Regions from separate parts of the Mus musculus genome. Here all the other regions are linked to region 3. Evidence: chromatin contacts called from public HiChIP or PLAC-seq, capture Hi-C and promoter capture Hi-C data. All regions are on one chromosome and are shown on one strand. Each heading gives the region's core, a stretch centred on a gene start, on an enhancer-like site or on the middle of the called end of the contact. The rest is flanking DNA. Distances are from core to core; before and after follow the strand shown.

Region 1 (3,817 bases), core at 108-2,607, 2.8 Mb before region 3:
CTCCTGTCGAACTTCATGACTTTATTTCCTCCAGTGTGGGGGCAGAAGCTTTCCGTATGCTCGGCAAATACTCTAACACTGAAGTAATTACCAGCCTTTGAACTTCTGTTGTTTTGAGACAGCCCCCACTATATAGGCTAGGCTGATCTTGAAGTTACAATCCTGCTTCAACCTTTTGAGTGCTACAATTACAGACCTAGGCCACCACGCCTGCCCATTAGTCTTGTTTTATTGTTTGATTCACTACTGTATTTCCTGTATCTAGAACAATACGAGACACACTAAAAGTGCTCTTTAAATCTAGGCCAAATGAATGAGCCCACGAATAAGTGAGTATTTTAATTGCACATGATAAAAAACAGACTTTCCTCTGCAATGTCTGTCAATGCTTAAATTCTTTACAAGAAAGTTATTGCTAAGTTAGAGTGTCAAAAAATATGAGCTAAAAATAGGTGACATTTAAAATCTGAGATTCAGCTTATGTTGTCTTGCTCTAAATGCTCCTCTCTCCAGCACAAAATAGTGGCAGCCCATGGAATCTGAAAGATTTTGAACCTGCACAGATTTGGATTAAACCCTGTCTCCATCATTCACTAGCTGGCTTTGAGCAATATCTCTAGGTCTATTTACTCACCTAAGAAAATAACTTTAGTATCTGTCCTCAATACAATGTTAAAAACCGGAAAGTATATATGTAACACGTTTGGCCCACAGCTCATCAAACAGAAACTAACATTAGGACTAAGTTTCCTTGGCAACTCGTCGTCCTCTTCAAGAAATAGGGCACGGCTAACTTTCCCAGACCACGCCCTCAGACTCCGAGGCCCCGCCCCTTCTAGGCTCACCCGGCCTAGGCAGCCCACCCAGAGCGGTGAGTCCCCCTCTGTACCTGACCCATAGCGCACGTCGTGAGAATGCAGTCGGACATTGTGGCGTGTATTGAGTAGCTTCACCACGGAGCCGCAAGTAACGACAGCCATGTTGGACGCTCCCACAGCGCTCCACAAACCACCCAACAACAGAAGCGACAAGACAGCCATCCTAGATCCGAGAGAACTAATCATCCAAGAAAATTAGGCCCGTCCCCGGAACCGGAAGCCGAGGGTAGAACTACGCCAAGATGGAAGAGAAGACTCCTTAACCTGAATCTTTATGGTTCCTTTGGCGAGAGCGGCTTAAAGAACACGCTGGCCCGGGAGGCCTTCGGGACCTCACTTTGTACTGGGTGCTCTGTGGCGGCTGCGTTCCTTAGGCGTTCGCGGACTCGGAACCAAAGCCCTAGACGCCGGAGGGGAAAAGACAGCAGGAAATGACCCTCCCACTCCCAGTGACAGAGAGCCGGAGGTGACGTACTACGTTAACGCAGCAGCGGCGACGGTGGTGGTGGTGGTGGCGGCGGCTGCGGAGGGCCCTTGCGGTGGGTCCGGACTATCCTTTTGCAGTCTCTGATCGGCGACTCCATTTTCTTCGGTGGGAGCTTAGCGTAGCGGAGAAGCAGCGGCCTTCAAGCAGGTAACGCTCAGCCTGGAGAGTGTGTTGCGTGTGTGGGTGCGCAGGTGGCGAGCCAGACTCCTGGGGCCTGGTCCCGTAAGGGAAGAAGCTTTGGGGTGCCCCACTGCGGGAAGGAAGGGGGCCCTGGCTTTCCCTGATCTGCCAGGGGGGAAAAGGACAGGAAAGTACCGTGATTGCTCAGAGTCTCCAGCCCTTTCTCCACGCGGTACCACCCGGAACCTGTGACCTGGGGTTACCTCTTGAATCAACAGGCTTTCTGGGATCCCATCTTCTCCGCGGCGTCTGGAATCTGGGCCACGCAAAAAATTGGGACTAGAAGAGAGACCTAAGGGTTTCTTTACTTGGCATCAGGTGATCGGATTAATTAGTCCGGCGTTTGGGTCCTGCTGAGCTTTCGAGAGTTCAGCCATGAGGCGGGTGTACTGTGCTGAATGTTAGCTCTTTACAAAATGTTGAGTAATTATACGGTTTTTTTTCCACATATGGGCAAGTCCCTTAATCCTTTCTAAAGATGCGAGTTTATACTTAAGTACCTGGAGCCTTCCATCTTGTATAATTCATTTCCTCGAACACTTGCCAAAGACCTATCATAAATATTAGAATTGGTTGTTAAATCAGAAATGTGTATTGTTTGACATCAGGTACTCGAGTATCTTAAGTAAAGCAGTTCCTCTGTATTACAGAAAGAATCGATTTCTGTTTTCCTTTAGGAGGCGGGTCTCCTGTAATAATTACATGAAAAGACACGGTAATACAAAGGTCATAGGGTAATTTGTTTTTCATCCCGCCCCACTCCATTCCCGCTGCTCCCCTTCTTCAGAATCCTCCATTACTTATTACTTTCATTAATTTGTGTGTGTGTGTGTGTGTGTGTGTGTATGCCTCAATTAGTTAATTTATGGTGGTTTACAAGTACATGGGTGAAGAAGTATTCAGAGAAGCCTGGGCTACAACCCTAAAGAAAATGTTCCCCTCCCCCAGCAACCATGAATTACTATCGATCCTTAGGGTTGGTGGGATCTCATGATGAGCCCCTCCCCCCTAGCAACCGTTAACTGCCCATAAACCTGTAGGAAGGGAGGAGCCTGGTCCCCCTCCCCAGCATTGAAGTATGCTACAATGTGTGGAAGTCGTTGAATTTAATTAATTTTGGGGAGAAAAAGTTTAGTTCTATTGTTGAACACTCACAGTTTGTGAGTCTTCAGTGTTTTAGTTACAAAACAATTATAGCAACAATGGAGAAGCTGAGCCAGGAGGATCATGGAATTTACGTTTTGGTTGCATTTGTAGACCCTGTCTCAAAAACAGCTCTCCCTTCAACCACGAGTTTAGAGCCCCTCTCCATGCCTAGTGTCCCACCACTACAGGCTTATTTTATTTGGTTGGCTTGTGTGACTATTAGATTAGACTAGATTAGATTGGTAAAGTATTTTTTGTTGTTTTTATTTTTTTCAAGACAGGGTTTCTCTGTATAGCCCTGGCTGTCCTGAAACTGACTCTGTAGACCAGGCTGGCCTCGAACTCAGAAATCCGCCTGCCTCTGCCTCCCAAGTGCTGGGATTAAAGGCATGCACCACCACTGCCTAGCTTAGACTGGCAAAGAATTAACACTCTCCAAATGAACTTAATCTTACTTACCAAGTGATATATCAAGCCAGAAAGTAGAACAGTCCTAAAATCCAATCAAAGCTTATTTACTCCCTCTAGTTCTTTTTTTGGTTTTTGAAGACAGAATCACTCTTTCTAGTTGTCCTTGAATCCACAGAGATCTGCTTCCTGAGTACTGGGGACTAAAGGCTTGTGCCACCACCATCCAGCAATATTCTTGTTCCTAATAAATGTAATCACCATCTGGGTCGGGTGTGATCACTGGCTTCCTCACAATGATTTCCCAATATCAATCACCAAATCCTATGTTTCAGAAAAGACCAAACCAAACCAAACCAAAAAAAAAACCAAAAAAAAAATCAAAACCAAAATTCTGTTCTAATCTCTCTGAAAGGCCACTCCAGCCATCATCTTCCTTGACAGGTAGCCTAGGCTGACGTAGGAGTTGTGGTCACTCCGCCTCAGCCTCCCCAGTGCTAGAAGTATAAACATGTGCTGTTACTACTAAGCATAGCTTCAGCACCCTAATTTTAAGATTTTCATCCTATAGTCAGGTTTCAGTTTATACCAGTTCAACTTTCTTACCTTTCACCAGGACTTTAGTTAATACCAATCTGACTCTCCTTGGAACTGCTCACCAAAATTATTGTGGACACCAGAAGCTACTAGGTGGCCAAATCCAATGGTTACTCTGTTT
Region 2 (3,512 bases), core at 429-2,928, 2.8 Mb before region 3:
CCTGCTCCTCATGATGATGTTAGCTGAATTTGCTTAGCAGTTCTCTTTTTATGAACAAGTTGCCACCCTATTTCCTCTCTTAAATTAGAACAGTGAGTTTGCTGTTTCCTGTAATCTTTCTCTGTTTACTTCCATATCTTTCTTCCATACCCTGGATACTCTGTGTCATTAGTTTGGTACTAGATACTAAAGAGGACCCAGCAGATACCAGGCTCTACCACTGAACCACTATTCCAGCTCATTTTAATTTTGAGAGAAGCACTCACTAAGTTGCCTAGGCAGAGCTTGAATTTATAATTCTCTTGCTTCGGCCTCTTGAGAAACAAGAATTACAGGTTTATACCACCAGATCTAGTCCCATAAACACTTGAAACAACTGGCATCTATTGCAGAGTCCTCCAAGTAGCTCCTAAGATCCTCTTGACAATAATAATAATAACAACAACAAAAACAACAACAACAAGGGTGGAGTTAACTAGGAAAACTACCCATGGAGGAAGCTAAAGTTTGAAACCCCCTCCAAACCAACACACACACCACACACTCCCGCCCTTCTCCTCTCTCTCTCTCTCTCTCTTTCTCTCTGCAATTCCCGGAACTCACCACCGTCTGCTGGTGCTGCTGAAACTTAAGACTGACATTCTGGATCCAAAAAAATCGGAAGGAGCCAATCTTTAGCTCTGCCTGCAACTTGCGCTGACACCACCTGGTGGCCAACCGGACCACAAGCCACCTGCAGAAAAAAAACAGTTGGATTATAAGACCCTCTACCCTTTTTGATTCTAGAAAGGCCTTGCAAGGGGTGGTATCCTGAAGCCGGATTTTTCTTAGGAACTTTACGATTTTCCTAAAATATTTCTCTAGTCATACTCATTTAGGCACAACAACCAGAACTACGGGCCCCTAAATTCAAACAAAACTAGGCAAACGAAACTCACCCTCTAAAAGAGGTCAAAAAAAAAAAAAAAAAAAAAAAAAAAGAAAGAAAGAAAGAATAAACAAAGAAACCCTCAAATCTTTAGGAACCCAAAGTAAAAAGAGGTCCTCAAAAGGCAAAGTGAAGGCAGTCGTGTTAAATACGTCATCGCACACTCCTTAGAGGGTCCCTGTCTGCGTCCCCACCCTGCAGCCGTTTCCGAGAAGGCAGAGGTCACTCTCGGAACTGCTCAAACACCGCTCTGCTCTAGCCAGCCAGTCCTCCCGACCTCTCTGCAGGGCGCGGCTGCAGGTGCCCTTCGCAATCTGGGAAGAGGACACGGAGGCGAACGGGGCAGGAAAGGGAGACCACCGAGGGAGGCCCCCTCCCTCACACGCAAACATTCGGTTCCCGGACTGGACATTGCTTCGGGTCCAGCCAGATGCTTCAGCGCCCCTGCCCCCACCTCGCTTCCCCTCGCCTCGGCTGAGCGCCCCCTCCTGCTCGCGCCCCCTCCGCCTAAGGCGCCCGACCAACCCGCGCCTCCTCCAGCCGGTCTTCCTCGACCCCCCCGACCCTGTGGCTAGAATCCCCTCACCGGCCTAGGAAGAGTGCGCTAAGCGCAACCAGCAGCAAGACCAACAGCGCGGAGAGAAATAGAGGCATTTAGGTCCGGGTCCGGCCCGGCCTGGCCCCGACCCCCGCCATGCCGGGCCCTGACGCCGGAACCGCACAGCGCCGCGGCGGGCTTCGGCCGCGCACGCACACGCACGGCGAGGAAGCGTTAGTGCGCGCGCGCGTGTCCCCGCCCCGGCGGCTCGTGGACCAGCCGGCTGGCTCCCTCCACGACCCGCCCCGACCCGCCCCGACCCGCCCCAACCCGCGCGCGCGTGCGCGAGCCCTGAGGGCCGACCAGCGGCTTGCGCGGAGTGGAGGCGTGGCTCTGGAGAGGGAGGGCGGGGCGGACCGCGAACGCGCGGTCCTGCGCGCTACACCTAGAGCGCAGCCTGCGCGGCACGCCGCGGAGCTCCGGGTTCGCGCTGAGGGCGGGGGATCGGAGTCCGCACGAGCTCGCCGGGCGGTGACCAGGATGGGTCGTTTCTACCACTTTGAGGTTCCACTTCCAAAACGCATTCCCTAGGCCATTAAGAGCCGGCCTGGCTGGTGCCGGGCGTGGTGGTGCAGGCCTTTAATCCCAGCACTCAGGAGGCAGAGGCAGGCGGATTTCTGAGTTTGAGGCCAGCCTGGTCTACAAAGTGAGTTCCAGGACAGCTAGGGCTATAAAGAGAAACCCTGTCTCAAAAAAACAAAACAACAACAACAAAAGTTATGTGTCTGTAGGTCATAAGTGATCCTGTCTGAAAAGATTACAGAGAAAATTAAGAGGTAATTCAAAGACCTCAGCTATCTATCATCTCACCCCACAAGGAAACCAACTTTGTTTACTGTCTGAATACTGTTCCAGATAGTATCTTCTTATCTTTTTTTTTTTTTTTTTTTTTTTTTTGAGACAGGGTTTCTCTGTGTAGCCCTCTGTAGACCAGGCTGGCCTCGAACTCAGAAATCTGCCTGCCTCTGCCTCCCAAGTGCTAGGATTAAAGGCATGTGTCACCATGCCTGGGCCAGATAGTATCTTCTAACATCCTTCATGGGGAGAGCCATTCTGTATTTTTAGGTTTGTGCGATTGTGTATAGCACCACCCAGAACAGGGTGAAATATAGAAATAGTGAATATTGTTTTACCCTTTACAGATTATCTGGGAAGCAATTTTAATTACATGAAATACAGAGTTCAAGGTCAAATCAAGCCAGAGTGAATTTTGCATTCTTCATTGTTAAATGAAGGAAGTAGATAAGGTCTGTTATGCTTATTCTCATGAGTCAGTGTCTGACTAATGACTTACTAACACAGTACCAGATAAACACAGTACCAGATAAAGAAATCCAGATGGTTCCAAGGTATTATGAAGTATTTTGTGTTCTTGGTTCTCAGATCCTAATCTGCATATAATTCTTCCAGATTTTTTTGATTGGCCTCTTCAAATAACAACTTCAAGGCCTGTGAGATGGATCTATAGGTAAAGGCACTTGCTGGCCCGAGGAATTGATTTCCATCCTCAAAATCCACAAACTATCCTCTAAACTACACACACCGGTTCATCTTCAAAATCTGTAGCTTTTTGTTCAAGTGTGGTTTCTCAGTGTTCAGGTAGGATCTAAGAACTCAATTCAAGTCAATGAGGCATCACAACACATTTCCATACTGGAATTCATCTTTTGGGGGTCTCTCTGCATGCAGCAGGGGTGGCAGAGTAACAATGTAACTAAGGCGAGACCAGAATCAGGCTCACCAGGACTCAAGAACTGGTATTGGGGGGGCTGGTGAGATGGCTCAGTGGGTAAGAGCACCCCACTGTTCTTCCAAAGGTCCGGAGTTCAAATCCCATGGTGGCTCACAACCATCCATAATGAGATCTGACTCCCTCTTCTGGAGTGTCTGAAGACAGCTACAGTGTACTTACATATAATAAAAAAATAAATAAAAAAGAACTGGTATTGGTATGTACTATAGAATCTGGAGTCTGACACCAGGCAG
Region 3 (3,721 bases), core at 641-3,140:
GCTAAGAAATTATTTTTTGGCTAAGAAATTATTTTTTGCAATAAAACTCTCAAGGTGGGGCTAGAAAGATGGCTCAGCAGTTAAGAGCACTGATTGCTCTTCCAAAGGTCCTGAGTTCAATTCCCAGCACCCACATGGTGGCTTACAACCATTTGTGATGGGATCTGATGCCCTCTTCTGGTGTGTCTGAAGACATCTACAGTACACTCATATAAATGAATTAAATAAATCTTTAAAAAGGAAAAAAAACAAAAACAAAACAAAACAAAAAAACTTCCAAGGCTTCCCCCACATCAATTAATTAACAGGCCAAATTTTTGTATCCAAATGGAATGTTAAGAATCTCTGCAGCTTGAGGTGGAAGAATTAACAGTAAAAGAGCGACCCCAGGAATGAACTATCCTAAACCTCTGAATGATAGTGACCAAAGAGGCATCCAGAATGCCTAGTGTCTTAATTTGAGCTTCAAACAGTTCCACAATACCAGACATTTTACAACAACACCAGCAGGGCAAAGCAAAACAATCAATGGCATAGGTAGACGATCTGGAAACTATCACAGAATCCCAGTGGTCCTAGCCTTACTCCTACAGTCATCCTATGTACAGCCTAGAGCCATGTTCCATGCTGGACACGGTGACATCTGCCTTCAATCCCAGCTCTTTGGAGGCAGAGGCATGGGGATCCCTATCGGTTAAAGGGCAGCCCGGTCTACAGAGCTAAATCCAGGGCAAAAATGCCCACACAGGGAAACTGTCTCAGTTAAAAAGTCACATTCCAAATGCTAGTCCCTCTATCCAGCACTGTCAATGAAGGGGCAGAGGAAGGAAAGAAGTCAAACTCCATATGATATTATCCTGGGATGTTACTCACCCCAAATAGACCCTTTTGTCATGACGGAACTTCCTGTTGGTCATGTCTCCATGGTCTCGAATGATCTTCCTGACATGTTCTGGTGGCATGTCTTCCTTCTGAGCATCCACAAACCCAAATTTCCGCTTCTCTGCATATCGCTTGGCCTGCAACTGCTGCCATTTTCGAGCTAGAAAAGCACCTCAGCTTAAAGGGCTGCACACATTTACCCTAATTATCCCTAACTCTTGCCCTGGGGCAACCCTCGGCATGCTGTGAAGAGAAATACTCACTGCCAAGTATCCTGCCATTTTACTACCCCAAACCACCTGATATTTTTGCTATAGATGTTTTGGGGAGGGTTGTTGTCTAATTCCTACATAGTAATGCAAACCCTATAAGGAAACAGGTTTTATCGTCATTGATGCATTTTACACACACACACGTACACAATAAGCTCCTGCAAAATAACAGGCACTTCCAAACTTTCAATGATTGGACTCAATTTTTAAAAATGTAAATACTGCTAATAAGCACACCCCTGATGACCTGCCTATGGAGGGAAGAAATGAAACCCGCCTACACGTTCGAGCCCGCGCACGCCGTTCCCGTTCGCCTCTCACCTTTCTCCTGCAGCTTCTCCTCTGACATATAATCCGGCAGCGGGGCTAGAGGGCCGGGCACCGGGTTACCCGGCCCTCGGTAAGGAAACACTCCGGCCATGCCGGGAGAATCTGGGATAGAGAGGCAGGCCAAAACTAATGAGCTAGGCCCGGGCCCACAAGGGGCAGATGGAACACGTCCGGAGCCCCCTGGCCTGCACTCTAGCCGGGCTGAGCGCTCGGGACCCGGGCCTGGCGCAGCTCCTCGGGCCGCTCGGCCCACTCGATTACCTTGCGCTCAGCCTCAGACGCCCACCACCCACCTGTCGCCCCTCACTCAGGTAGCGGCTAGGCTCGCAGAGCAATGGCGGAAAGACGACGTCCGCTCCGCGTTCCCAACTCCAGGAAGTGCGCAACCAGGCTCAGAAGCTCATCCAATAGACGCCGAGATGCTCTGATGGATTAGCGACATCTCCAATTGACGTTGCAGCCCGAGCCGGAGAGGCGGGTCTAAAAGCGGATTTCAGGGCGAGGGGTGTGGTCAGGGTAGGCTCACGCCCCGCCTTCTGCCAGTCAGTTTAGGAGCCCTCTCTAATAGATCTGACATTTAATTGGCTATTGATATTGTTCCTCAAAAGCCAAAGCCATACAATTTTAATAAGTTTGCGTACGTTGCACATTTCCCCTATATTTATTCTCATGAATTCAGAGCTGATATGTAGTACTAACTCCTACTCAATGAATCCTTTGTTCTTCTATTCCTTCATTACATTACTGTTAATAGTGGTAACTATGTACCAAAGAGTCAAATAACTCTTGGACCATCCAAGGCAGAAGGAAGGCTGGCAAAAATGTATGATGATCTGGGATGGGAATGTACTTCAGTTTGTACAGGAGGCCCTTGGTTCATTCCATTTCTGGCAATGCATAGACCTGTAGGATCTCAGCACTGGTGGGGGGTGGGGGGTGGGGGTGGAGGGGCGGGAGGTTAAAGGCAGAATAGTCATAAATTCAAAGTCTGGTCCTGGAAAGAGGACTAAACGATTAAGAGCTTTAGCTGTTCTTCTAGAGAACCTGGTGTGATCCCCAGCACATGGTGCCTCACGACTGTCCGAAACTCTGATTCTAGGGGGATCTGAAAACCCTCTTCTGCCCTCTGTAGATACAGAACACACATGGTGCACATACATACATGCAACCCAAACAACCCATATACATAAAATATTTTTTTTTCAAAAAGACATTCAAATTCTTCCTCGGCTATATAGTGTTTACCAAACCTCAAAAACAAAACAAAACAAAACAAAACAAAGAATCATTAATGTTTTGCCTTCATGTATGTCTGCCCACCACGGACATGCCTGGTACCCAGGGAGATTAAAAGAAGACATTAGCTCCCCTGGAATGGAGATAGGTATGATCTACCACTTGGGTGCTGGGAACCTGGGTCCCCTGCAAAAGCAGTAAATCTTTTTAACCCCTAAGCTGTCTCTCCCAACGCCTAAAGATTCTTGTAACACAGCATGATGAGCACTGGCAAGCATAGCATGGTAATCTGACTTCAGGGCGCCAGATTTTGAGCTTAATGCTTGATTATTAGAAGTAACGTACTAGATTTAATGCCTGGAGCTTCAAGCAACAAAATTAACTGAAGAATAAAAATAAAAACCCTGCCAGCCATGATGGTAATCCCAGAACTTGAGAGGCAGAGGCAGGTGATCTCTGTGTTTTCAAGGCCAGCCAAATCTACATAGCAAGTTCCAGTACAGCACAGCCAAGGATCTAGAGAGAGACTGTATCAAAACAAATAATCGTGCTTCTTTGGGAGATGGAAAGGAGATAACCTAGAAAACTTAGAAATGTCTCTGGGGAATTTCACTGGTAACGACCTTCTTCTCTCATTTCTCTTTCCTCTATCTGGCAACGATCACTCTAACGCATGCTATAGACAAGAAAAAAAAATGTTCTGTGTAAATCATAAACCAATAAAGACCTTAGAAGGAAGCTTAGGAAAAAATATAGGAGCAGGACTGAGGATGTAGCTGACTGTAGAGCATTTCCAAGTATTGCAAGGAGAGTCTATATTATAGCCTGACGAGGAAAGATGGATGAGAAGGATTTGACTGCAGCAAAAGATCAGAAACAAAGTAATTCCAGGTGGCCAGAACAGCTACAATACTTTTCTCTCCACAATGTTAAGAATTGAGCCCAGGGCTGGGCAGTGGTGGTGCACACCTTTAATCCCAGCACTTGGGAGGCAGAGGCAG
Region 4 (4,005 bases), core at 910-3,409, 2.7 Mb before region 3:
CCGTCTCCTCCGACAGTTCTGGGAACACCGTTCCTTCTCTGGCCAGCGCGCCACGATCGTTTCTGCCGCGGGCCGCCAGCCCCACAGTTTCGCGGAGCCCTCAAGGCCCCTTCGCTCCTCCCCGCGTTCCCAGTGAGGCCTCTGCCCGCCCCTGCCGCCCTCGCCCCCGCCCCGCCCCGCCGCCTGCCCCCGCCCCTCGGGCGCCTCTGCCGCGAGGAGGGCGCGAGGCCGGTGTCCCCCAGGGCCCCGCCCGGAATCGGCCGACTTCGAGCGCGAAGGGGCTGTCCTCGCCATCGTTGCCGAGGCACCCTGTCTGGCGCCTCCCGACATCCGAAGGCGTCCTCGGCCGCCCTCGTGCGTACGGCCCCACTAGCCCACTTCCCGACTTTCTCTGCCGCCACCAGCTCCTACACCCTGGGCAGGTTCTGCGAGAACGCTCCTCTCTCAACTCTTTCAGGGCAGAGCTGGGCGGGACCGTCGCACAGACCGGGCTGCTGAACGCTAAACCCGGGGGCTCAGGAGCGCCGCCTCAGACCACGGCTCCGCCCAGACTCGATTCCTCTCTTGGACCGGGATCGACGTGTTTACCTGCTTCTCCCGCGCCCCGCACGAGTGGTGCTTAGGAACTGTTGAGTCACCCACCATCACCACACTTCTCCCCATCGTTCTTGGGCTCCTGGAACACAGCGGTTGTCACAGTCCTCCCTCAGACAGTCCCAACCCTCTTCTGGCTCCTTGGAGGCTGGGGCGGGGAAGGCTGCCGATTTGCCCAGACAGCTGGGGTGACCCTCTCTCCAGGGCAGCGGCCTGGAGTAGATGCGGCTTCTGGCCACTAGGTGTCAGTCTGTCCTCACTGTGATGCGGGATCCAAGCCCGCCTCCACTCCAGAGAGTAAGGCAGTTGCTCTGCGGAGCGGGATCGGCAGACCAGGAGAAAAGGAGCAACCCAGAGGCGGTGCTGAATGAAGGGAGTGTGCCTTTGGGAGGTGGAAGTGGACAACGAGGGCAAAAAGTGGGGACTAGGAGAACGGTGTTTCAAGATGTTGAGGGGCAAAAGCCCAAGCTCAGACTCCCAGGCACCTATGCCTTTTGGGTATTTGCTGCCTTCCCTGATGGTTCCAGGGTTACACATTAACTCCCAGAGGTCCCCAGGGTCACTCAAGGCCCATTCGGTTACTAAGTGATAGCACGATGTAATGTTTTGTGTGAGCGTTTTACCCCAGCACTCCCTCTTTGCTTCCCCAGCCAACTCCGGCCTGAGCCAGTGACCACAGGTTCCCTCCACGTAGGCTAGTTTGGGGCGGGGCAGGGACAAAAAATAAACAACCCTTCTCTCGCCCACTGAGAAATAGGAACGTTGTTAGCTAAGGACCACCTCCTGAATACTGACATTTTATAACTCCCTTAGAGCTGCAGGCGTCATGAAGAAGTCAGGATTTCATTCATCCTGGTCGAAACCCTAGCAGCGATACCAACCAGCCCACTATTTCTGGACAGAAGCATAGAACCTTCTCTGGGTTTCCCCCTACCGCGACGCTATAAGTTTTGAGTAAAGCTCCGAGTCCCCCTACGGCAGCGTTTTGTGCGGATTCTGAGAAACCGAGAGCACTGTGCTCAGTAGTTGTTACAACCAAGAGACCACGTCATGTACTCTTCAGGTGAATCAGTTTGTCCAACTGGGGTTTTCCCGGTCCCTCCCTCGGCAAACACCAAATAACGCCGCTCCTCTCCCCACACAGACCGGCTCGGTTTTGGTGGTTTATACTTTACGTGCCAATCATGAGAATCCCTTTATCTTTCTGAGGTAGTGCCAACTCGTCCCGGACAGTGGGGACTGTATCGATCTTCGCATTCCACTCGCATTAGACCTCTGAAAGAACAATCTTGTTTTTTTGCCGGGCAACATAAGTGGGCGCCTTATCGCTCCAGTCTAACTACCTATGCCCAAGTCACGCGTGTGCGATGTGGCTGGTACGGTTCTGAGCACTGAGGGACTCGTCAAGAAACCCAGAACGACTATTCTCTGATCCCTCGTTGGGGAAACACGACTTAGCCTCTAGGTTGAGTTCAAAGTCAGAGAAAGACGCCGGACTCGACAGACGCCCCCGTTTCGCCGGCTCCGCCCTGCAAAAGTTTTACAGCAAGGAGGAGGAGCTCCCAGATGGGAGGGTCCGCGCACGCGCCGCACCGGGATTCCAGAAGCGTAACTGAGAAATGAGATGGAGAAGTACGAGCGGATCCGAGTGGTGGGAAGAGGTGCCTTCGGGTGAGCCAGGGCGCTGGGGAGGAAATGCTAAGGGAGAAATTAGGGCCCTAATTCTGACCAAGAAATCGTGGCCCTGTTGGCTCCGCCCCGAAGCCAGAGCACCACTATGGGATGCCCCGCCCAGGCATCCGGTCCTTAGGTTTAGGCGGGAGGCCCCGCCCACAGCCAAACCACGCCCTCCAGACCAGCCTGTGCCCTTGGAAGATAGTTTTTCCCTGTAGATTGGTTATTCTTTGCTTCAACTGATAATAAGCGTAAACTGCACAGGTCAGACTGCCCGGAGTTTACAGTTATGACCAAAACAGGCGAGGTACTTCCCCTTTACGAACATAGCCCATAGGTAGTTGATCCAAACAAACAAGATATTGTTAAAACAGTTAATGAAGTTTGAGCAGTTATCAACAGTAAGAGACCGTGCACCAGGTGGGGTGGTACACGCTTGTCATTTCAGTACTTGGGAGCAGATGTAGGAGCATTGCTGTGAATTCGAGGCCAACCTGGACTACATAGAGATTGTCTCCAAAAGAAAAGACAAGCAAGAGCTGAAGAGATGGTTAAGAGCACAGACTGCTCTCCAAAAGGTCCTGAGTTCAAATCTCAGCAACCACATGGTGGCTCACAACCATCTGTATAATGAGATCTGACGCCCTCTTCTGGTGTGTCTAAAAATAGCTACAATGTACTTAGATATAACAAATCTTTAAAAAAGAAAAGAAAAGCAGTTTTTTTTTTTTTTTTTTTTTTTTTTTTTTTTGGTTTTTCGAGACAGGGTTTCTCTGTATAGCCCTGGCTGTCCTGGAACTCACTCTGTAGACCAGGGTGGCCTCGAACTCAGAAATCCGCCTGCCTCTGCCTCCCGAGTGCTGGGATTAAAGGCGTGCGCCACCACGCCCGGCAGAAAAGCAGTTTTTATGGTATACTCTGGACAGGCCTGAACTACATAACTAGCTTAAAACCAGTCTAGGCAACTTAGTGCTACCCTTCTCAAATTTTAGAAAAAGAAAAGAGGGACTGAGGGTGAATATCAGTGGTAGAGCTCCTGCCTAGCGTACTTGGGTTTAATTTCTAAACCAAAAGGGAACTTAAGAAGTTCACCAAGGAAGGTAATATAGCCCACAGGAAGGTGATCCAACAAGCAAGACATTGTTAAAACAGTTAATGAAGTTTGAGCAGTTATCAACAGCAGGAACTTAAGGAGTCCAGATGAGGTGGAAGGTCAAGACTTGAAGAACTGAGCCTGGCTTGGTGGCACACACCTTTAATTCCAGCACTTGTGAGGCAGAGGCAGGCAAAAGTCTGAGTTTGAGGCCCGCCTGGTCTACAGAGCAAGTTCCAGGACAGCCAGGACTACACTGAGAAACTCTTGTTTTGACAAAACAACATCAGCAACATCAAAGCCAAACCAAAAGATCTGAAGAAATGAGGGCCAGGTAGAGTCCTTCTGGTAGATGAAGTAGCATTTGCAAAGACCCTCACATGGGAAAAATGTTATAGCAGTCAAGAAACTGAGAAAAAGACTCCTGTAGTTGGAATGTGGTGAGCAAGGTAAGGAATGTGGTTGTCATGGAGGGTGGGGACCAGATTATGATCTTGTAAACCAGAGAAAGAGGTTGAGTTGATTTAAAGTATAAAGGCGAGAGGGTTTTGTTCTTGTTTGTGCTAGCTATTGAATTCACGGTATCACAGAGCTACGCCACAAACCAGGGAAGAATTTGAAAGCTGAATGCGATATGGTGGTCC
Region 5 (3,412 bases), core at 41-2,540, 2.8 Mb before region 3:
ATGTTAACTATAAACATCTTTAAAATATTACCAATTTATTATTCACCCTCAAGTTCTTGGTACCTAACAAAGTGCCTAACAATACAGTGTGTGATGTTAAAATGACAAAGGTCTGAATACACATCCGATGTAACTTCAAACTCCCGTTTTCTTTCAGCTACAACCTGCTTTCCCTATGCACTGATGGGTATCAATTGCTAAGGATAAGGTGGCATAATTTACCGTATGACATAAATCACTGTCATAAGGACAGGCACTGTACTTTAGACTAACACAAACCCCCAAGTGAACATTCCAAAGGAGATCTCTTTTCTTAGGATTTGGGGGAAGCAGGCGGATGGCTCTTGATACCAAGCCTGATGACCTGAGTTGGATCCCCAAGACCAGGACCCATATGGTGGGAGGAGAAATGACTTTCGCAAGTGATCCTCTGACCTCCACAAGATGCTCCACAGCACAGACATCCACACAAACATACATGTGCGCGCGCACACTAAGTAAATGTAATAAAACATTTTAAAGTAAGTTATGAGTCGCCCTCGCCCCTCCTATGCATTCCAACTCTGGGTTTTGGGCCTGGCTCAGATGGAAAAAGCAGCCCTGACACCTCTTCATGGGAACTCACATTTCAGAGGGATCTCTCGCTCATGCACAACGGTGAAAGGTAGCTTCTCTTGGTCGTCCAGGGGCACAGAGTCCCGAGTAAACACAACTGTGACTGGCACCATGAGCCGGAGCTGCGCGAGGGATGAGGGGCATCGGGGTCTTTAGCAATGTCTGCACCTTACAGCTGGGCTGCCCCCCGGTCCCCCAGCCCCGGTTCTCCCCACCCAGTCTCACCAGCAGAGCATTCAGCCCACTGATGTCTGAGTAAGGCAATGGGGCCCGGTAAGTCTCCGTCGTCTTCCACCAGAGCGGCAGTCCCAGAAGGATGGCCACCGCGGCGAAGAAAAGCGCGGAACGCTTGCCCCGGACCACCTCTGAGGGCACAGAGGGCCGACTAAGACGCGGGAACTAGGGTGCGATGCCCGCCACACCGGGATCGTGGAGGAGTGCGGGCGGCCGGGAACCCCGAGCAAGCCGCTCCCGCGTGGCGGACCCCCAACCCCAGGCTGGAGGGAGCTGTCAGGCTTCTCGCGCCCCACCCACACATTCTGCCCGCGAGACCTCCCCACTGCGCCCTCCACCTGAAATCCACCGCACCTAGGTCCGTGGCCGCAGCTCCTGCGGCCGCCATGGTCCCTTCCGGCTGCCCAGGTCGCCGATGGGGCGGGGCCTCATGAGCTTTCTCCAATCGGAAACTCCAGAATGAGGGGGCGGGACCACGGTGCGCGACCGCTGCCAATCACGAGCAACACTGCTGACGCACGCCAGTGCGCAGGCGGAGCCCGTGAGAGGGTACGCGCTCGGCTACACTTTCAATCTGACCCTGGCTTTTCATTGAGTGCACCTGGTACTGTTTAGCTCTACAACGCCAGTTTAGAGAAGGCGATAATCTCCATGTAGCCCAGGCTGGCCTCGGACTCTGGGCCCTCTCCAATGCAGGGGATTACATGCACCACCACGTTCAGCGGAAGGGGAATATTTACTTAAATGAAGTCGAGCTTATCAAGAACCTGACTCCCGAAAAGTTTTCTAATGTCATTTCTTTTTTTTTTTTTTCTTCTTTTAAAGATTTATTTATTTATTATATGTGAGTACACTGTAGCTGTCTTCAGACGTACCAGAAGAGGGCATCAGATCTCTGTTACAGGTGGTTGTGAGCCACCATGTGGTTGCTGGGATTTGAACTTCGGACCTTTGGAAGAGCAGTCGGGTGCTCTTACCCCCTGCGCCATCTCACCAGCCCCTAATGTCATTTCTAACATAGGTCTTTTCTTCAGAGCACCAGCTCTTCAAAGCTTAAAGATAAAACTGACAAAACGGTAACTTTTTAGCATGGTTGGCTACTATGTGATTAATTTTATTTTAGTTAATGTTGAGACAGATCTCCCTATACGATCCAGAGGGTTAAAGTGATCCTGTCCCTAATGTCTGATACCTCAGCCTCCCAACTAGCCGAGACTATAGACTAGGATTTAAAAATCGATTCCAATTCGAGCGATTGAGGATGCTTCATTGAAAAATTCCTGAGCACAGCCTCTATATAGTAATGCCTGCTGTTCGAATCCTAAATAGCCTCTCAGCCTCTCTTTGAAGCCTGTTTCCTCCTATGAAAAGTACAATGGTACCTACTTTACAGAGCTGTGTTAATGCATATAATAATGGTTAGAAGAACAGTGCCTGGCAGAAGCATATGGAAATTGCTGAGTTAGCTGCTTTGATTATAAGGTCAGGCCACACAGAGCAGAACATCAATGACTTTTCCAGTGCACATCTGTCTAGTGTCACCCTACCTCACACTCTAGCCCAGGGGTAATCATTCACCACAAAGCCCTATCAGTTCTAACAAGTCCAGAACCCTCCGATGAATCCCTTCTCTACATGGAAGTGGGTCATAGCCCTTGGCAAGCTTCTAGACACTCAGCTCTGTAGCCCCGAGGCTTGGAAGGTTTCCTTATTGGAAAAGACCTAAGTGCACATTCTTCAGAGATGGAGGAGAACTGGCCCACTCTGATCCCTGCTTGTCCCCTTTGAGCCTTGCACAAAATGGAGTTTCTCATCCTGCTGGATCCTTTAATGTGTCAGTCCCTGGAAGACCTGTACCCTCCTCTCCACCCCCAGGCCCTCTAACAACAACTCCAGCTTTGGAAATCAGCAGGTAGGAGCCTGAGCTAGGGATGGTGAGCCAGGTGAACCCTTCCTCCACAAAACTTGAAGCTCAGGAAAACTCAGATCTCACCTCACCACCACCACCACAATCAGAGGGGCTCTGAGATAGGATCAGCAAGAGGTCGCACACATGGAGGTAGACTTTGGTATGTGCAACAGACAGACAGACAGAGCGGTGTGCTGTGTTTTGCTCTCATTTATTTGCTATGTACTCAGAGCATAAGGAGCACGAGTCAGGGCTGGAGTTCACGTCCCCCTGATCCCAAGAGAGAAAATTAGCAAGCAGAGCCCAAGGACAAACTATACCATCAAGGGTAACTGTAAGGGCTGGTGGAGACAGGAAAAAGGTCCACATGTTCTGTTCTGACTTCTAGAAAGTCCCCCCATCTTCAAACATGGGAGGGCATCTCTACCCTCCCATCCTGTGGTCTCGGGTACAGCAATGTAAGGCATGTGAGATGTGAGATGACTTGGCGCTGGATAAAGATATCTCTGTTCTGCATAGCTATTTGGCCCTGGCTGTGACTATAGGCAAAATGGGATGTGCATTGCTAGGCCAAGGGCTGTGGGTAGAGTCAGCGTGCCTCAGTAGGCATGGTTGGCGATGTAGAGGGACTGTGCTGCCGCTCCGCCATCTCCA
Region 6 (3,589 bases), core at 803-3,302, 2.8 Mb before region 3:
TATCCTGACTTCCAAAATTAAATATTAATTCTGTTTCTCCTCCCCACTAACTTAATTTCCCCCTTTTTATTTCCTTTACCACATTTGCACTTACACAGTACAAGGACCAGTTCAGCTGCAAAGAGACGGATAGAATCCTCTGGAAACCAACCAACAGTAGACCACAGGGAGTAGAGATCCATGCTGCAGTAGCTACACACTGCAAAGTAACACAAGTCTAGGCAATACTGAGGTCTATACATAATGCCTAGGCTCAAGGCATTATGGACCTCCTGCCCAAACTAATGCCACCATCTGTTTCCCTCTTTTGGAATATAGAAATGTTATGAGGAGTGGAGCCAAACAAAGGCAGAATAATGTCAGGTGGGGAGGGCAGTATATGGATCTTTGGGGGTGAAGACAAAGCTCAGTCACTCACTAATAAAGAGGTGTTGTTTCCCCTGCCAGCTGTCCCCCAAACTGTGTACAAAAGGATGGTTGATCTGTCGCTATGGACAAAGAAAACAGCAAGTTAGGAAAACAAGCTTCTTGATGATAAAGGCAGCTAAGAAATCACATGTTGCCTTGTGTAGAAGTGAACTGCTGCTTCACCTTCTGATTCAGAACTCATTTAGGACTCTTGGAAAACCTTGGAGCCAGCACACTGCTTAGGAGCACACCACGATACACTGTAGAGTCCCCTGGCAGAACTTGGAGCTTGTCCTCAGCTAATAACTACTTTTCTCAGGATTTACTTTGGTGCTATCTACTCCAGGACGGACACATACAGGGAAGGTAGACCCAAGAAAACCAGGTAAGTTGGAAAAAGGTACTTTCTCCAACAAATTCAGGTCTCCAGCCATGCTTTCAGAACTCTGCATACCTGGATGCTAACCTCTTCTTTGCACTGCCTCAGCGTATCCCGCTGTAGAACTTTTACTTTGGGCACCACCTATAAGTGTAGAGGCATGGTAACTCATGAAAATCATGCTATTTTAACTTGTTCCCCCTAATCTCTGGAACTAAAGATTGTAAACAGGATCTACTGAGTAAGCTACATCGCTTGACTTCCTACCTTCACTGCAAATACAGCTTTCTGGGCACAATCTAGCACTTTCAGGACAGTTCCAAACGAACCTTTAGCCACAAGGCCTAAAATCTGAACAAAGAAGAGGGAAACTGAGACTGGTTGTTTGTAGATTCCTCCCTAAAACAGACACTTCCCAGGGGCTATGGTGACCTACCTTCAGCTCCTGCTGCTCCCTAACAGGCCTCACGGGAAACTCTGGTAGAAAGAGGCTGATGAACTGAGGCACTGGCCACTCAGACTGAGGCTTCTCTAGTAGCAGTGGGGCTGGCTGGAGCAGCTCCTGATGTAGGCACTGATGCCTCTGTAGTCCCCATAGTTCTTCCAGACCTGACCTGATGGTCCCCATACCACACCAGAGGCTCTTCCAGCCTTGGACCCAGTGACCCTGGATGTTGTCACCCTGCTGAGAAGGGAGCCATTCTAAGCCTGCTCATGAAGCACTGCAGGTTCTGCCCATCTTAACAGGCACCCCTTCCTCTAGTCTTAACCAATGCTGTGGTGACCCCCAACCATAAAACTGTTACTTCATAACTGCAGTATAAGTACCTGATATGCAGGATATCTAATGTAACCCGTGTGAAAGGAGTCACAACACACATGCTGACAACCACTTATCTAGAGGGAAGGAAAATTCCCAGGCTTTGTGATGTGACCTAAATTTCCTTGACTTAATTCAAAATCTCCATGACAATAACAGGTTTATGTTTTCACAACAAAACAGGAATACAACCTGTGCATAAGTGAGTTCTATAGCCTTTATGCCCACCCCAACAATGGATATCAGTGACAGTCTCCTAACTGGGCACTTTCTAGCCTCAGGCCCCTACATCTTTCATTTCCCTCCCATAGGCAGCCAGAGCCTATACCAGAGCCCCATACCCTACCTTCTGAGGAGCAGACACCCGGGTGTGTTGTCCCTGCCGACAGCTTACTGCTCCCATTTCCAGCCTCTGCCTCTTTTCGCGCTGCTAAATCTGTTGTCCAAGTTACATAAGCAATTCCTCCCTCTGATGCTGCATTACCCATGAGCCCCACCTCTTCCAGTGTACACAGACCCATCAGCTTTAGGTCAGCATCATACCCAAACTGGGAAGTATATGTGATTGTGGTAAGACTTCAAGGCAGAGGAGAAAGACAAGACCAGTCATTACTGGGGCAGTTAAAAAATGTGTTGGGTTAGTGAGGAGGGAAGGACACAGACAACTTGAACGCTTTTACTCAATACAATTAAAAAAGGCCAACATCAAATTTAAAATATTTTTTCTTTAAATCTCTTTTTTCTCCATTCTCCTGGGCATACCCCAGGGAGGAAAGTAAGGTACCCATGGCCAGCCCTGGCTCCTAATGCCATCCTCCCAAGTGAGCACAGACTGGGAAGTTTATCCCCCAAACCCAACACCTCTTAGACAACAAGGCAGTGGAGTGAGGCACAGAGGATCAGACTCCTTCCCTTAGCTTATTGGCACAAAGGGAGAGCAATTACATTTAGAAATATATATATATGTTTTATATATATATATCTTTATAAAAATTTATCATACTTGATCAAAACTATCCCCCAACCCTTTCTGTTGCCCCGAAAGAGCAGGATACTAGGCTTGGACACAATCCCTGGGTCTTCTGGTTTTCTTGCCCCTGTGGCCCTGGGTCTAATCCCATGAGAGGGAACCCAGCGCTTTGTCCACCATGCCCTGCAGGGACAGGCCAGCTGTTGAACAATGTCTCTCAGTTCCCATATGCCCCACAAATCCTGCAGGATGAAGGGAAGCTCTGCCCACCCTCAAGTCCCTGGATCCTGAGCCAGAGTCAATTCTATACTGTAGTCACTTGGGTCTCCACATCACTTGCGCCTGCCGAAGATGGACTTCTTGCCAGGGTTCTTGTCGCCCACACTTAAACCAATGAGGAGCCGAGCTTTCTCTTCTTCCTGCTGTTGCATGTTCAGGTCACACTTTGTTTCTAGCTTTCCCCGGACCTCAGACCCCGTTGCAGGTTTCAGCCTTAGTTTTTCTTTGATTACCTGGCAGTGGAAAGGAATAAAAGGAAAGGAAAAATTAGTGAAACGGGGTGTACAATTTAAAGTGAACCAATTCAAAGATTTATTAAGCTTATATGTAAACACAAAAGGGCACTTCAAAGTATATAGATAATAGTCTGCTTGTAAGAAGCTTACAATCTAATCAGAACCATCATAAAGCTGATGTTGTAGAAGCCCTTAATTCCCTCAAAATTAATGAGTCACTAGCATACCAGGGCAAAGGCATGGACAAACAAGGACAGATCAGTCATTATCTGCCCCTTTCCTGGCCATCTCTTAATACAGCACAGAAGAGAAGGCTCTTAAAAAGGCAATGTGCTTGCCAGTCCCTGCTAACGAAACAGCCATGAGCCCTGGCGAGATACCTGGGCAACCAGAGCTTTTCGGCTGTCCCTTTTGACAGCCATGGCAAAGTCCAGCCATGTCCACGTGTTGTTGTGGTACTCCAGACAGGGTAGCACCAAGTTAAGGTCGCCCCAGTC
Region 7 (3,515 bases), core at 303-2,802, 2.7 Mb before region 3:
AACTAGATTCAGCTCCTGCCTTATCCAGTTGTCACCCCCAAAACATTTGCTTTTAATCCCCACCTTGCGGATTCCTCACTTCTGATTTCCTTTCTTTGATCTTGATGCAGGGCCTCCCCTGTGGCGCTCAAATCCTAAAGCTATTCCAGTAAAGGCCTGTGCCTAGGCCAGGCTCAAACTGCACTGGACTCCTTTCCTCCTGTCACTCTAGCAGGCTTTATGCAAGGCTGAAGCCTGTTTGCCTTCCACTAATACTCCTAATAGATGTTGACAACATCAGCTGTTTGGGAGGGAAAACAGGAAGGATCAACGAGAAGTGGGATTTGGAGAGATAGTCTGCCTCTTTGTCCAAAGAGGACAGAGGGGAGCGGTGATCAAGGCAGTCGGTCCAGAGCTCCTGTGGCAGAATGAAGATGGTAATAGCTTGAAAGGAAGAGAAAAGCATGTGGTCTCTTCGTTGGGACAGGTAGCAGGGACCTAACTCAAAATGCACATTTATTTGTAGAGGATCCTCCTTATCCTGCAAAACCCCTCCCTTCCTTTGAGGCCCAGAGGACAGGCACTAGAGCAGCCAAAAGAATGTGTGTGGAGGGACAAAAAAAAAAAAAAAAAAGCCGGTCAGTGGTGGCGCATGCCTTTAGTCCCAGCACTTGGGAGGCAGAGGCAGGGGGGATTTCTGAGTTCAAGGCCAGCCTGGTCTACAGAGTGAGTTCCAGGACAGCCAAGACTATACAGAGAAACCATGTCCCGAAAAAAAACGAAAAAACAAAACAAAACAAAACAAAAGGTGTGTGGAGGGAAGAAAGAAAGAAAAAGGAAGAGAGAGCGAGAGCGAGAGAGCGCGAGAGAGCGAGCGAGAGAGCGAGAGAGCGAGAGAGCGAGAGAGCGAGAGAGAGAGAGAGAGAGAGAAAGAGAGCGAGCGAGAGAGCGAGAGAGCGAGAGCGAGAGAGAGAGAGAGAGAGAGAGAGAGAGAGAGAGGAGAGTGCAAGAGAGGCCAGTGAGCCCTGTTCTGGGAAATGTCTCCTAGCTAGGCACTTGGAGGTGATTATGATGTCACTTGTGGAATACTCAGACGCTTTCCCACCCTCAAGGTCAATGGAACTGGCCGCCCAGCCCTGGAGCCCAGATGAGCATTGGGCCAAGGGTTCTACCGAACCCTAGCGCCTTTGGGGCGGTAGCCCAGGCCAGAGGTTGCAGCCTAATGCTCAAGAGCTGAGCCTGGGTCGGGAGGAAGCCAAGTCAAGCAAACTTCCAGAGCCACGCCCAGCCACGCCCCCATCCTTCTGCCCCGCCCCTTACCAGTTCTCTCGGTTCTCTCAATTTTGCGGCCAGACCTTTCCTCAGTCCATCTTTTAACCGTTATTGTCGTCCTGACCCACATCGCTGTCAGCCCAGTTCTTCCACAGGACCCTACCTCGCAGAGTTCAACGTTGAACCTCAGCTTGGTCGAGCCCTCGGCCCAGCTGTAAGCTCCAGTCCAGCCCCTAGCTCCGCCTCATGCTTGCCCAACCCCCCGCCCGCCTCCCCCCCTCAGGTCTTCCAGCCCGGGTCTAAGCGTCAGTCGGGTTCTTCATCCGGGATCTCCAGCTCCTTCCAGTCCCTTCGTCACACCCTTAACGCCAGTACGGGCTTTTACCTTTACCTTACAGACCCAGCACTCAGTCCCATACTTAGCACCTTGCTGGTCCCTGCTTCTAGAAAACTCTAGCCCAGAGCCCCGCCCACAACAGTTGCTGGCCCCGCCCCTTCCAAATTCAAGCTCTAGCACCAGGACCGCCACGCCTTCTGGAGGTTAGCCAGGGACCAATCTTCATGAACGTATGTCCTTGCAGGTATCCTGGCTTTGCGTCTCCTTGGTGACAAGTCCCTCCTCCACTGTGTATAGTACACCCTAAAGCCCCCTAACCCCGGATCGCCAGACCCATCCCCCTCAGATCTACCCTTCAGATTTCCTCCCAATCCCTAGGCCCCACAGTGCCCTATTTTCCTGTTGAGAAAGTAAGGTGACTTACATTCGTGGTAACTCCATCCCAGTAGGAAACCTTCACGTTGCTCAAACACAGCGTCCACACTTCACTCGTATATCACACACGATGACGCCAAAAGTCTACACAGATCTAACATAAGAAGTACATGTGTGCGGGGTGGTGGTGGCGCACGCCTTTAATCCCAGCAACTCGGGAGGCAGAGGCAGGCTGATTTCTGAGTTCGAGGCCAGCCTGGTCTACAGAGAGAGTTCCAGGACAGCCAGGGCTACACAGAGAAACCCAGTCTCGAAAAACAAAAACAAAACAAAACAAAAAAGTATATGTGCAACTGTCCTATACATGCACCTCATGGGACTACACATTCGGGCAGGCCCCTGGGAGAACTGAGTATTGAGGTGACTTCTCACATGCACACTGGGTTAACCAACTCTGTACAAGACGATGTGAATGAATGAGAGCTGCTTCACAGATATCCCTCACGTCACATCTCTCAGTTTACCTCCAATCAGCTTCCAAAGCCAGAATAGGTGTACCTCAAAAAGCAGAGGATAGGCTGGCCATGGTGATGTTTGCCTTTAATCCACACACTTGCAGGTAGATCTCTGAGTTCGAGGCCAGCTTGATTTTCATCGTGAGCTCCAGGAGAGCCAAGATCAGGACTCAAAAAAAAAAAAGAGGGGGGGGGGTAGGGGAGAAAGCCGGATGTGGTGGCATGGGCCTGTGTGCCTTTGTTGGGAGGCAGAGGCAGGCAGATCTCTGAGTTTCAGGTCACCTGGGGCTGACCATGAAACCCTGTTTCAAAAATAAATAAATATAACCCCCTAGTAGTAAGGGTGGATTACTTCCTTAGAGTTGCTGGTCAGGGAAGCCTCTAGAACAATAGGGCTATTTACCACTGCTGTCAGCAACATTCCAAAACTGAATGGTAAGACCCTGTTGTTAATGATGTCATATGTGTTGGTTACAGGACTTGGGACTGAGCCAGAAGTGTCTGTACCAGTGGCCTGGCTCCTGTAGTACAGAAAGTGCAGTGAAGGATTTCTGGGGAGGATCATAACCCAAAGTCCTATTCAGAATTCTGAGTGTTTCATGATAGAAAGGTCACACAGCCGGTTCTGCAGGGAGATCAAACATTCTCCCCTTCAGGAAAGTTCCTTAAGCTCAGGAAGTAAACAACTCAAAGGCTTCAGGAAATCCCTGAAACTGAGCAGGTGTACTAGACCCCTTCTCCCCCAAGCATATTTAAGCAGTCAGGACTGCTTGAGAGACACTCTCAGACAAGCTGAGCTGGCTGGAAGCCCCTCTGATCTGCCCAGTTGTCCGCAGGCTGTGCAGTGTGCTCCTCATTTCCAGCTTTCATAAACTGTCACTCATACTGGAGTGGCTTTCGGTGATGCAGCCGTCTTTGAGTCATTTCTGCTTCTGTACGCAGCCCCTCACCCATATCCCTGTAAGTAACCCAATTAAACTCATTGCTTCTCCAAGTTGGACTTAGATATGTATCCTTTAGTCTACCATCAGTTCTCT

What was found. Promoter capture Hi-C pulls out the DNA fragments that hold promoters and counts their contacts. HiChIP or PLAC-seq counts read pairs in DNA pulled down with a chosen protein or histone mark. Capture Hi-C pulls out chosen DNA fragments and counts their contacts.
Region 1: a capture Hi-C map of embryonic stem cells shows a contact between it and region 3, with 12 times the contacts expected there. The contact joins the promoter of Supt6 here to the promoter of Prpf8 in region 3. A contact is called at or near these places in 5 of 39 promoter capture datasets (embryonic stem cells and liver) and 1 of 9 other capture datasets (embryonic stem cells).
Region 2: a promoter capture Hi-C map of embryonic stem cells shows a contact between it and region 3, with 5 times the contacts expected there. The contact joins the promoter of 2610507B11Rik here to the promoter of Prpf8 in region 3. A contact is called at or near these places in 5 of 39 promoter capture datasets (cranial neural crest, embryonic stem cells and liver), 4 of 484 Hi-C or Micro-C datasets (all in embryonic stem cells) and 1 of 115 datasets of contacts at active chromatin or transcription factors (embryonic stem cells).
Region 4: a contact with region 3 is called in an H3K27ac HiChIP or PLAC-seq map of embryonic stem cells, with 4 times the contacts expected there. The contact joins the promoter of Nek8 here to the promoter of Prpf8 in region 3. A contact is called at or near these places in 1 of 39 promoter capture datasets (liver) and 1 of 115 datasets of contacts at active chromatin or transcription factors (embryonic stem cells).
Region 5: a contact with region 3 is called in a promoter capture Hi-C map of embryonic stem cells, with 5 times the contacts expected there. The contact joins the promoter of Pigs here to the promoter of Prpf8 in region 3. A contact is called at or near these places in 1 of 39 promoter capture datasets (embryonic stem cells) and 1 of 9 other capture datasets (liver).
Region 6: a promoter capture Hi-C map of embryonic stem cells shows a contact between it and region 3, with 8 times the contacts expected there. The contact joins the promoter of Rskr here to the promoter of Prpf8 in region 3. A contact is called at or near these places in 4 of 39 promoter capture datasets (cranial neural crest, embryonic stem cells, hippocampal neurons and 1 more) and 2 of 484 Hi-C or Micro-C datasets (both in embryonic stem cells).
Region 7: a promoter capture Hi-C map of embryonic stem cells shows a contact between it and region 3, with 5 times the contacts expected there. The contact joins the promoter of Proca1 here to the promoter of Prpf8 in region 3. A contact is called at or near these places in 2 of 39 promoter capture datasets (embryonic stem cells and liver).

What each region holds. Positions count from the first base shown.
Region 1 is chr11:78,243,243-78,247,059 of GRCm38.p6, reverse strand. It overlaps Supt6 (SPT6, histone chaperone and transcription elongation factor), which reads left to right and starts at 1,357. Exons shown (of 37, transcript NM_009297.2): 1 at 1,357-1,512. It overlaps Sdf2 (stromal cell derived factor 2), which reads right to left and starts at 1,314. Exons shown (of 3, transcript NM_009143.3): 1 at 890-1,314. The coding sequence starts at 1,064.
Region 2 is chr11:78,259,920-78,263,431 of GRCm38.p6, reverse strand. 2610507B11Rik (RIKEN cDNA 2610507B11 gene) reads right to left here and starts at 1,678. Exons shown (of 39, transcript NM_001002004.2): 1 at 1,515-1,678; 2 at 604-733. The coding sequence starts at 1,582.
Region 3 is chr11:75,484,946-75,488,666 of GRCm38.p6, reverse strand. It overlaps Prpf8 (pre-mRNA processing factor 8), which reads right to left and starts at 1,890. Exons shown (of 42, transcript NM_138659.2): 1 at 1,476-1,890; 2 at 874-1,042. The coding sequence starts at 1,575.
Region 4 is chr11:78,174,820-78,178,824 of GRCm38.p6, reverse strand. Nek8 (NIMA (never in mitosis gene a)-related expressed kinase 8) reads left to right here and starts at 2,159. Exons shown (of 15, transcript NM_080849.3): 1 at 2,159-2,265. The coding sequence starts at 2,219. It overlaps Tlcd1 (TLC domain containing 1), which reads right to left and starts at 167. Exons shown (of 4, transcript NM_026708.2): 1 at 1-167.
Region 5 is chr11:78,326,300-78,329,711 of GRCm38.p6, reverse strand. It overlaps Pigs (phosphatidylinositol glycan anchor biosynthesis, class S), which reads right to left and starts at 1,290. Exons shown (of 12, transcript NM_201406.1): 1 at 1,204-1,290; 2 at 841-980; 3 at 626-737. The coding sequence starts at 1,237. It overlaps Aldoc (aldolase C, fructose-bisphosphate), which reads right to left. Exons shown (of 9, transcript NM_001303423.1): 9 at 1,931-3,412. The coding sequence ends at 3,358.
Region 6 is chr11:78,289,304-78,292,892 of GRCm38.p6, reverse strand. It overlaps Rskr (ribosomal protein S6 kinase related), which reads right to left and starts at 2,052. Exons shown (of 12, transcript NM_001287206.1): 1 at 1,954-2,052; 2 at 1,224-1,469; 3 at 1,055-1,138; 4 at 863-931; 5 at 419-488; 6 at 95-199. The coding sequence starts at 2,010. 2610507B11Rik (RIKEN cDNA 2610507B11 gene) reads right to left here. Exons shown (of 39, transcript NM_001002004.2): 38 at 3,473-3,589; 39 at 2,268-3,089. The coding sequence ends at 2,910. It overlaps Gm3948 (predicted gene 3948), which reads left to right. Exons shown (of 4, transcript NR_166889.1): 4 at 1-50.
Region 7 is chr11:78,192,739-78,196,253 of GRCm38.p6, reverse strand. It overlaps Proca1 (protein interacting with cyclin A1), which reads right to left and starts at 1,552. Exons shown (of 4, transcript NM_001368876.1): 1 at 1,300-1,552. The coding sequence starts at 1,381.